Linked DNA regions of Mus musculus: regions 2 and 3 are each linked to region 1. The links are chromatin contacts, called in public promoter capture Hi-C maps. All regions are on one chromosome and are shown on one strand. The core of a region is the stretch at or near the end of the contact, and the rest is flanking DNA. Distances in the headings are between cores, read along the strand shown.

The links. Promoter capture Hi-C pulls out the DNA fragments that hold promoters and counts their contacts. Capture Hi-C pulls out chosen DNA fragments and counts their contacts.
Region 2: a promoter capture Hi-C map of liver shows a contact between it and region 1. The contact joins the promoter of Fkbp6 here to the promoter of Cldn4 in region 1. A contact is called at or near these places in 1 of 39 promoter capture datasets (liver), 1 of 115 datasets of contacts at active chromatin or transcription factors (embryonic stem cells) and 1 of 9 other capture datasets (liver).
Region 3: a contact with region 1 is called in a promoter capture Hi-C map of liver, with 2.2 times the contacts expected there. The contact joins the promoter of Gtf2ird1 here to the promoter of Cldn4 in region 1. A contact is called at or near these places in 2 of 39 promoter capture datasets (cranial neural crest and liver) and 1 of 115 datasets of contacts at active chromatin or transcription factors (embryonic stem cells).

The regions. Positions count from the first base shown.
Region 1 is chr5:134,945,148-134,948,457 of GRCm38.p6, forward strand. It overlaps Cldn4 (claudin 4), which reads right to left and starts at 1,787. Exons shown (of 1, transcript NM_009903.2): 1 at 1-1,787. The coding sequence starts at 1,598. The coding sequence ends at 966.
Region 2 is chr5:135,348,002-135,351,304 of GRCm38.p6, forward strand. Fkbp6 (FK506 binding protein 6) reads right to left here and starts at 2,043. Exons shown (of 8, transcript NM_001277891.1): 1 at 1,934-2,043; 2 at 1,617-1,734. The coding sequence starts at 1,990.
Region 3 is chr5:134,455,098-134,458,283 of GRCm38.p6, forward strand. It overlaps Gtf2ird1 (general transcription factor II I repeat domain-containing 1), which reads right to left and starts at 1,619. Exons shown (of 30, transcript NM_001081464.2): 1 at 1,412-1,619.

The DNA of each region.
Region 1 (3,310 bases), core at 537-3,036:
TGTAGAAAATAATAATAATTACAGCTGTGAACAGACCTTAAATTACAAAACAAGAAACCACAGAGAAGGCAGGGGAGTCCAGGAGACTCCCTGGTACAATGCCATCACCCCCCCCCCCCCCCCCCGTACCTTCCTTCCGCAGACTGGCCGGTGTCCTTGAAATGGGCAAAGGGAGGGAACTCAGAGGGGCCAACTCAAGAGGCCCAGGGTCCTTCTGAAGAGGGAGGGGGCGCACAGTGATCAGAACATTAGCAAGACAGTGCGGAAAAGGGGTGGGGACACACTGGGCTGCTTCTAGGTCCCCAGCCCTCCCCAAACCAGTTTAATCCACCTCCACCCTTCTTCCCTCAAACCCGTCCATCCACTCTACAGAAATTCATTAGTAGGGTAGGTGGGTGGGTCAAGCACAGTCATTGCTAATCAACGGAAGGGTTCCATGGCAGAGCCCACCGGCTCTCAATGGCCCCTCAGTCAGTCACTCAGCACACCATGACTTGGGGTAGGACCAGCTGTGCTCGGAAACACGGGGCGTAATGGCAAGAGTAGCGCTGGAGTAACGTGTAGGCTGAGTGAGGGGGATAGAGAAAGGACAGTGGACGTTTGCTAACATGAGGACATCCACTCCAGAGTCCAAAGTCACAGCTGAGCTACCCCGGCCAGCAGGACCCAGCTTGCGCCTCTACTGCCCTTCCCAGCTGCTTCTGCCTTCAGCCCCATATCCACCAGCAATTTGGATGTAAGCAGCAAGATATTTTTACATCCATTCTTGCCGGCCGTAAGGAGCCATGTGGAGCAGCCCAAGAGCTACGGGCTAGTAACTTTGCACAGTCCGGGTTTGCCTGTCCCCAGCAAGCAGTTAGTGGCCCATAGCAGGGCAGGTCCTGGAGAATGTGAGGGGCCACAGGCTGTTATGAGCTCAATCCGAAAAAAAGATAACAAAGGCAATGTGGACAGAGTGGCCCACCTTACACATAGTTGCTGGCGGGGACAGAGCGGGCGGCGGAGTACTTGGCCGAGTAGGGCTTGTCGTTGCTACGAGGTGGGCAACTGCAGCAGAGGAGGCCTCCTCCCAGGAGCAGCAGCCCGGAGGCCGCCCAGCCGACGTAAAGCGAGGCCCCCATTTCCCTCTTCTGCCCGGAAGCCACCATAGGGTTGTAGAAGTCGCGGATGACGTTGTGAGCGGTCCAGGACACGGGCACCATAATCAGCATGCTTGCCACGATGAACACGGCTCCGGCGGTGATCATGATCTTGGCCTTGACGGTCTCGTCCTCCATGCAGTTGGTGCACTTGCCCCCTACCACTGAGAGAAGCATCCCCAGAGCACCCACGATGATGCTGATGACCATAAGGGCTCGGGCGGCCTGCAGGTCCTGCGGCAGGGCGAGCATCGAGTCGTACATCTTGCACTGCATCTGACCTGTGCTCTGCACCACGCAGTTCATCCAGAGGCCCTCCCAGCTGGTCTGTGCCGTGACGATGTTGCTGCCGATGAAGGCGGTCACCCGCCACATGGGGAGCGCACAACTCAGGATGATCCCCAGCCAGCCCAGGACTGCCAAGGAGATTCCCAGGACCTGTAGTCCCATAGACGCCATCGCTCAGCCTCTGCAGGGGTCAAAGTCGGTGACCACAAAAAGTACCTCTCTCTCTCTCTCTCTGGAGTCAGAGGGCTGAGAAAGTTTTTTTCGGTGAGCCTCAGGGACACAAAGCCAGCTGAGTCCGATGCACCAGCTACCAAGCGCGAACACTGCAGCTCTTTCCTGCCTGCACCTGCAACAAGAAAGGGCGGCCACAGGTGCTGCAGTTAAAGCTCCTAGAGGAGGGGCGGAGGCAGAGGGAGGGGTTTCAGTCCCGGAGGCCTCCCTCGGGACCAGTTTCTCTGGATTCCTGAGCTTGGGCCAACAAAGGCGTTCAGAGGCCCCTGTCCTGGGCCCCTGAGTCACCCGCCAGTATCACAAGAAACTATCATCTCCCCCAGCCCCCAGGCTCACGCTGAGGTCAGCTGGGACACAGACACTGAGTCACCAGCCTAGAGCACCTGGATGCTCACCGGGTGGGGACAACTTAGACTGAGAAGCAAGCCTCCCCAGGGTTCAGAGCCTATAGGGAAGGTCCCCAAGACTCATTCCGGGCTCCCGTGGGAAGGTCCCCAAGACTCATTCCAGGCTCCCGTGAGACAAGAGAATGAAGACCCTTTACTGGAGAATCTGAACCTAGTGTCTAGGGGTGTCCAAGAGAACCCCTGTCTTAATTAGTGTTGCTTTTACCAAATCAACTTTATCACCACCATCATGGCTATTATTGTCATTAATGGGACAACATCTGTACTTTGCCTCAACAGCAACTTTCCTACTGTTGGCCAGAGGAAGTTGGTGTGGGGAAATGAGGACCTGGGGTGGGGACAGCGGGAGCCAGATCACCTGCTGTCCTAATGTGATTTCCCCACCCAGCCATAGTGCCTCAGGGTGTAGAGGCGAGGCACTTTGGTCCAGAACAAGAAACAGGGAAAGGCAGAAAGGCTGGTGGGATGGTTCAGTGGGTAGAGCTGCTTGCTTCCAAGCCCCAAGGACCTGGGACCTCTGTGACAGGAGACACACATGTCCTCTGATGCACAAATGTCATCAATAAATAAACACAATTTAAAATTGGGGGTGGTGGGGTCGTGACAGAATCCTGTCCTCTCTTCCTTCCTAGGGCTGAGCCTTGCTTGGTGAGAACTGGATGGAGACAAATTCAAAACCCAGCCAGGCCCCAGAGACAGGATGTTTATTCTTCTGAGACACAGGAGCCGTTCCCATAAAGCCAGCCTGGGCACAAAGTCCTTGGTGACATCGAAGAGAAAGGGGGCCCTCCACCAGAGGTCTGTCTGCAGGGAGATGAAGAGAGATGGTGTGCTTCCAGCCACAATTCCAGAGGACTTCTAGGAGTCAATGTATTTTGAGATTATGCTAGGGACACCAGTACGAAGAGACACAAACCCTCTCAGGGTGATTGGGCAATGCAGTGGGCACTGGGTCAAAGAGGACATCTCCTGCAGGGAGGGGACAGCAAGGAGACCCGGGTCAGAGAGATGTTTCACAAGACAAGGAATCTAGTTTGACCAGACACTGGCCTTGGGGGGGTGGGGGAGGGGTAGCCGAGGGAAAGACAGTCTCCTGTGCTCCCTCACCCCCTGCCCCGCTCCCACCCCACCTGGTACAAAGGACAGAGATGAACATGTCCATCCAAGAGAGAGCAGGCTGAGAAGGGACCACATGTATCCCAAAGGCACCTGGGAAAATACAGATAAGGAGAACCACAGGTGCAC
Region 2 (3,303 bases), core at 793-3,292, 400 kb after region 1:
AACCATGCCTGAGGCACCGCCAGAGCCATCAACAGGGAACACTACGATTGGCTGTTCGTGGTAGAGGACGTCTGTAATCCCAGCACTTGGGAAAGTGAAGACAGGAGTAGCCTCAGCTACACTGCAAATCTATGCTAGTGCTAGACACCTGTCTAGTCAGAGACGCTGTCCGGGGGTGGGGGAGAATTAAATGAGTTTACGCTGCCTGGCACCCCGACTCGCAGGAGAGCTTCTTGTGGGGTTCTGAGTATCTGACTTTCAGCTCTGAGGTTCAAAAGCTCTCCTGATGAACCAAGCCTGCTTTGTTTCTGAAAAGCTCAAGGCAGGCAAAAATGGCAGCCACTTGTCACCCCAGCTCTAAAGAAGCTAAGGCAGGAAGAGGGTCAATTTGAGACTGGCTTGAGATACAGGGAGACCCTGTCTTAAAAAAAAAAAAAAAAAAAAGGCTAGACTTGGTGATGCACAGCACTACGGAGGCAGAGGCAGGTGGATCTCTGAGGTTTGAGGAGAGCCTGACCTGGTCTACTACATACAGAGTTGCAGGCTACCTAGGGCTACACAGTGAACCGTATCTCAAAAACAAACAAAAAATTAAAACAGGACTGGAGAGATGGCTCAGCAGTTAAAGAGCACTGACTGCTCTTCCAGAGGTCCTGAGCTCAATTCCCAGCAACCACATGGTGGCTCACAACCATCTGTAATGAGATCTGATGCCCTCTTCTGGTGTGCCTGAAGACAGCTACAGTGTACTTAGATGTAATAAACAAACAAACAAACAAACAAACAAATCTTTAAAGAAAAAATTAAAACAAAGGCATATGCCAGCAATTTGGGAGGTAAAGCAGGCAGCTCTCTGTGAATTCGAGGCCAGCCTGGTCTTCAAAGGGAGTTTCACAGAGAAACCAGTCTTGAAAAACAAACAACAACAACAAAACAACAACAACCCCACCACTCCACCCCCAAAACAAAACAAACAAGAAAATCAAAACCACAAACAAAACCAGATAAACAACAACAAAACAGGCAGAGGATGTGGCCCAGTTGGTAGAATGTCTGAGTAGCATGTAGAAGGCCCAGGGTTCCATCCCCAGCACCTCAGAACCAGGCATGTTAGCAGACACGAGTAGTCTAAGCATTTGGGAGGTGACACAAAAGTTCTAAGTCATCTTTGGTTACATACGGTCTGAGGCCTGCAGACATGAGATTGCTTCTCAAAACCAAACCCTCTTTGTTCAGGGGAAACACAGCCAGTCCCATAAAACGCCGTATTTTGTAAATATGCAATCACTCACTGAAGGTACTCAGGTTCCAGGTTCAATCCCTGGTACCTGGAAACAACACCTTGACCCTGCCAAGAGGGTTGGTGTACATTCCCAGGGCTCTGTCCCTAGCACACTATAAAACGTAGTGGTGGCCAACCATTAGCCCAGGACTTGAAAGGCAGAAACAGGAAGATCAGAAGTTCAGGGTCAACCTCAGCTAGAGCGGCAGTTAAGAGGCCAGTCTGGGTTGCATGAGACCCTGTCTTAAAAAACAAAACAAAACAAAACAAAACAAAAAAAACAAAAACAAACTTAACCCAAGGACAAAAGAGCAGCCAGCAGCGGCCTCCATACCCAGCACAGAAGCGTCAGGTGTCACGGTATCGCCAGTGCCCTCTCGGATGATGTCCTTCAGCACACCTCGGTCCCCGGAGATGTCCAACATGCGTTGACTTAGTCGCTCATAGGGAGACTGGTGGAGAGAAAGCCACAGGCCTCAGAGGTGGAAGCCGCTTGCCTCATCGCCTCAGGCCAGCGCCATGGTCCCGCCCTCACCTGGCCTAGGATGCCAGCCCCTTCCAGGGCTCCCGGGTCTCGGGTGCTGCCACCCATGGCCGCGCTCCAGGTGCTCCCCAGCTCGTGCTCCCAGGCTCCCGAACCCCGCTCCGTACCTGGCAGTCGTCTCGCGACGGTGGGATTCCGTTCCTGAGGCGCGAGAAGACGCTCATCTTGCCGCACAACTGTCTCCAAAGGCCTTGCCGGAAACGACCCCGGAAGTCAGGCACCACGCGGGCTGTGCACGAGAGAAACGGCACGTGATCGATAGACGCAGCGAGCATGCGAGCATGCGCTGAGGGTCTCCCAGCACGCGCTGCACACGTGATGGCAGGCGCAAAGCAGGATGGAGCCCTGGGAGGGCTTCGGACAAAGCATTTTATGCGGCACAAAAAAAGCCTTTCCTTTGGTCTCAATGTTATGCTTGGCGTTCTGTCACAAAAGCAAAACACATTGCTACAAAATTAGTGACTGAAACCAACGCATGCTTTTTGCCTCGCGGTTGTCTTAGATGCTCAATAGCTTATTTGTATGTGGCCTGGCGATAAAAGTGGTCATTATTAGGCAAGCGATCTACGACTGAGTCACAGCCCCAGGAGGATACAAGTACGTGGCCCTCCTCCGAACTAGGCATCCAGTTGCTTTACCGAGGAGTCCAGGCAAGCTTTCTGCTGATGAGCTATGTCTCCAACCCGAGAGTTCACCTTTCCTTCCTTCCTTCCTTTTTCTTTTCTTTCTTTCTCTTTCTTTCTTCCTTCCTCCCTCCTTCCCTCCCTCCTTACTTTACTTCTTTCTTTCTTTCTTTCTTTCTTTCTTTCTTTCTTTCTTTCTTTCTTCTTTCTCTCTCTCTCTCTCTCTCTCTCTCTCTCTCTCTCTCTCTCACAAAGAGGATCTCACTATGTAGTCTTGTGGGCCAGGAACTAGCTAGGCAGAATACGCTGGCCTGGAGAAGTCACAGAGATCCACCTGCCTCTGTCTCCCAAGTGCTGGGAATCAAGATGTTTGCTACCACAGCTGGCTCCAAGATTTCACATGTTAAAAGTTCATATTTTAGTAACATTGACAGAAAGAGTCAAAGAGTACTGTTCACATCAAATTCACAAACAGACCCCATAAGATAGGGAGATAATTCAGGAGTAGAGCGCTTTTGTAGCATGCTCAAGACCCTGGTTCTATCTCCCAGCAAGGCAAGAAACAAACAATGGCAATCAAGATAGCCAAGTGGGTAAGGTGTCTGCCACCAACCTTGACAGCCAAGACCTACAGGTGGAAGGGGAGAACTGACTATTGCAAGTTTTATCCCCTGGTTTCTCATGCATAAGGTGGCCTGCACCTGCAAGCACACACAATAAATGTTAAAATACATACATACATACATACATACATACATACATACGGGCAGCTGGTAGGAGGATACGAACCAGAACGGTAACTGTGTTGATTGCAGAGCCTGTTCTGGCAGGAGGCAAAGGACTGACTCTGCAAA
Region 3 (3,186 bases), core at 369-2,868, 490 kb before region 1:
TAAGCAGGTGGTGACTTATGATGGAGAGACACGGGACAGTATCGGCACCCCATTTCGATGCCCCACTGCCCAACCCCTCCCAGCTGCCAGCCACCAGCCTCCTTCCACTTCCTCTTGCTCCAAATAGAATAAATAATCGATGCCGGTGCCCTTTCCCTCTGGGAATGACGCTGCTAAAATAAATGAACGGATCAAGGCACCTCCCAAGGCCAGAGGTCTTGGAGGGCCCCAACGGAGGAACAGGGAGCACTGACCACTGAGCTTCCAGGAGCAGCTCTGCAGTCTGAGCCGGAAGAGAAGCCCCTTGTGAATTCCCACTCCTCTAAAAACCTGCCGAAGACCAGCCTTCACGCCCCACATTCCAGATACACACTCCATCGCTGAGCCCGGCTCCTGAGTTCTTTCACTTCCCCAGGAAGGGGACCCAGGAACTGCCACCTCTAGTCTACTCCAGGGAGGCTGGGTCGCCAGACCCGATGCTGGTCTCCGCTAGTCTCCTGACAGAGCAGCCAAACTCTGAGAGCCACGGGTGTCCTCCCCCCCATCCCCCGTTTCCCTGGGGCTTAGAGGCCAGGAAAAAAGTCGCCCTCTCAGCCCCCTGACTGGCTGCAAAGCTGGGAGTCACACCGGTCGCGATCACTCCTAGAGACTCCGGATGGGGAGACTTTAAGCACCCTTTGGCCCCTCCCCCTCCTCTTCAAGAACTCAGAGACCACCCACAGCCGAGGCTCCCTCAAACTTGTTCCTTGGCACCCTCTGTGCCCCTTTTTTAGAGACCCTAAGTCTCTTTGACTCACCCCCAACCAACCAAAGAGGTCCGGCTCCCACCATGCAAGCCAGCCTCTTTACAGGATGACCCCCCCCCAAAAAAAAAAAAAAAAAACCGCCGCTCTGGGGCAGTGTTCGGACTCAGCTTGAGCGTTGGAGGACAGGAGAGGAAAAGGGGGAGGGGGAGGAAAGCTTCTTTCCGACGCCCCCTCCACCAACCTCCCCCGGCAGGGCAGCACCACTGACCTCATTCGCCCAACTGTATCCAGGCCTGCTGGGCTCCAGGCCAGTGGGGCGCTTCTCTCTCCACCTCCAGGGAATTCGAGGGTGAGAGGGGTGTCTGCTTTCCCCGATTCCAGCAGGTATCCGGAGGGAAGAAGCTGACCATCCCAACCCATCCCCCTCCAAACTCGAATTATAATCCCGATCACGTGCACACACACCCCAAAAGGCGGGCCTTAGAATTGAGACACCTGGAGGGGGAGGGGAAGGGACCTCCCATACACACAACACACTGAGGTTGGGGGGTGCAAAAATAAGGGCTCAAAACCAAAGCAAGCTCCAGAGCACCCCATCTCCATCATCCCTCATCCCATCCCCCACCCCCACCCCCGCCCCCAGTCAAACTTTCTCCTTTTTTTACCTTGCAGGATCCCCAAGCGCTCCGGGCGCCCCGGCCCGGGCCCGGTGGCCAGGACTCGGTAGATCCAGTCGCCTCTGGTTGCTGAGTTAATAATCCGGGAATGGGGGACAGGATCAGTAGAGGGAGGGAGGGAAGGAGGGCGGACGCGGTGCGGGCGGCCGGCCGGGGGCTGCGCGGGGCCCCCACCCCCGGCGCGGGCTGCGGCGGAGGGCGGGGCGCGGAGCGAGCGCGAAGCCGAGCCCGGGCTCTGGGAGGTTCTCTCTTTGTTCTGTAATCCCAGTAAGATTGCCAGCCATTCGCCCCGGCCCTAATCCCAGCCCCGCGCAACACCACCCTCCATTGGCTGTCATTTACATACGGGATTAGCCCGCACGGCCCGCCCCGTGCCACCGTGGGGGAGGACTCACAACCTCGGAGCCTCGAGACTCCCCCAGCCACGGATTAGAACCCCCTCCCCGGAGAGATCAGAATACATCAAGGTCACCCAGAGGACGCCCGGAGGATCCCTAGGTGGTTTGCCCTCCTGGTCACTCTTATGCCTGGAGTGTCCAAGGTCAGAAGGGAGGGACCCCAGGTTTTTCTCTTGGATGGCCTGGCCCAGGCCTTTTTATTTATTTATTTTTTATCTTGGAATCTCATAAAGCCCTGGTTGCAGTCAAACTGTTTTAGGGTCCTGAACACTCACGAACTGAAAAGTGAGGATAACCTTGAACAACCGATCGTCCTGGCTCTACCTCCAAGTGCTGGGATTATAGTTTATACCTGGGAAGACTCGAACCCAGAGCTTTCTGTATGTAAGGCAACCATTCTACTTATACAACTACACCCTAAAACCCTTATTGTTGTTGTTTTAGGATAGTTTCGCACACCCCACACTGGCCTCAAACTCTCTATGTAGTTGAAGATGACCTTGCACTTCTGACCCTCTACTTCCCAAATACTGGGATTACAGGTGAGCACAACCACACAGAGTGGTTTTGGGTCCCGAGTTTTATTTTACCATCCATCTGACCTCCTGTATACTACTAAATGGGGGAGGGGAACACTGGGGGACCCTCCCCCTCCAACCTCTCCAAAGCCATATGTCCCAAGTCAACCCAGCAGTTGGTTGGTAACCAGGTGGTCCCCTGAATCTTTGGCTAGGCCTTTGCTGGGATAGGCACAGCAGAGAGACATGTACCAGACAAGTCCCCAAACCACTCAGGGAGACTGTGCCTCAAATTCAGTAAGTAAAAGGTAAATAGATGCAGGACATGATAGAATGTGCTTGTAGTCTCAGCACTCAGGAGACGGAGACAGGAGGATTGGGAGTTCATGTCAGACTGAGCATCATAGAGAATTCTAGCCCAGTCTGAACTTAGAGAATCCCTGTAATATATATATATATATAATAAAGAGTTAGGCTTAGTGGCTTTCATCTATAATCCTAGGGCCTAGAAGTTTGAAGCAAGAGGATTTCTGAGAGTTTGAAGCCTGGCTGGCCCATATGATCCTGTCTCAAAAAGTGAAAACACTCAGTTTCACTAGGGATATAATTCAGTCAGTGTATAGAATGGTTGTCCAGCGTGCTTGCTTGAAGCCCTGGGTTTGACCTTCAGCCCCACATAAAACCAGATGATATGGCACAGTAACCGACTCGAGGACTTCGAGGACAAAGTCATCCTAAGCAACAACGTGAGTTTGAGGGCAGCTTGGGCTACATGATAGGTGATCATAAAAAAAAGGAATCTACAAGATCCTGCCGGGCAGTGATGGCACACGCCTTTAGTCCCAGC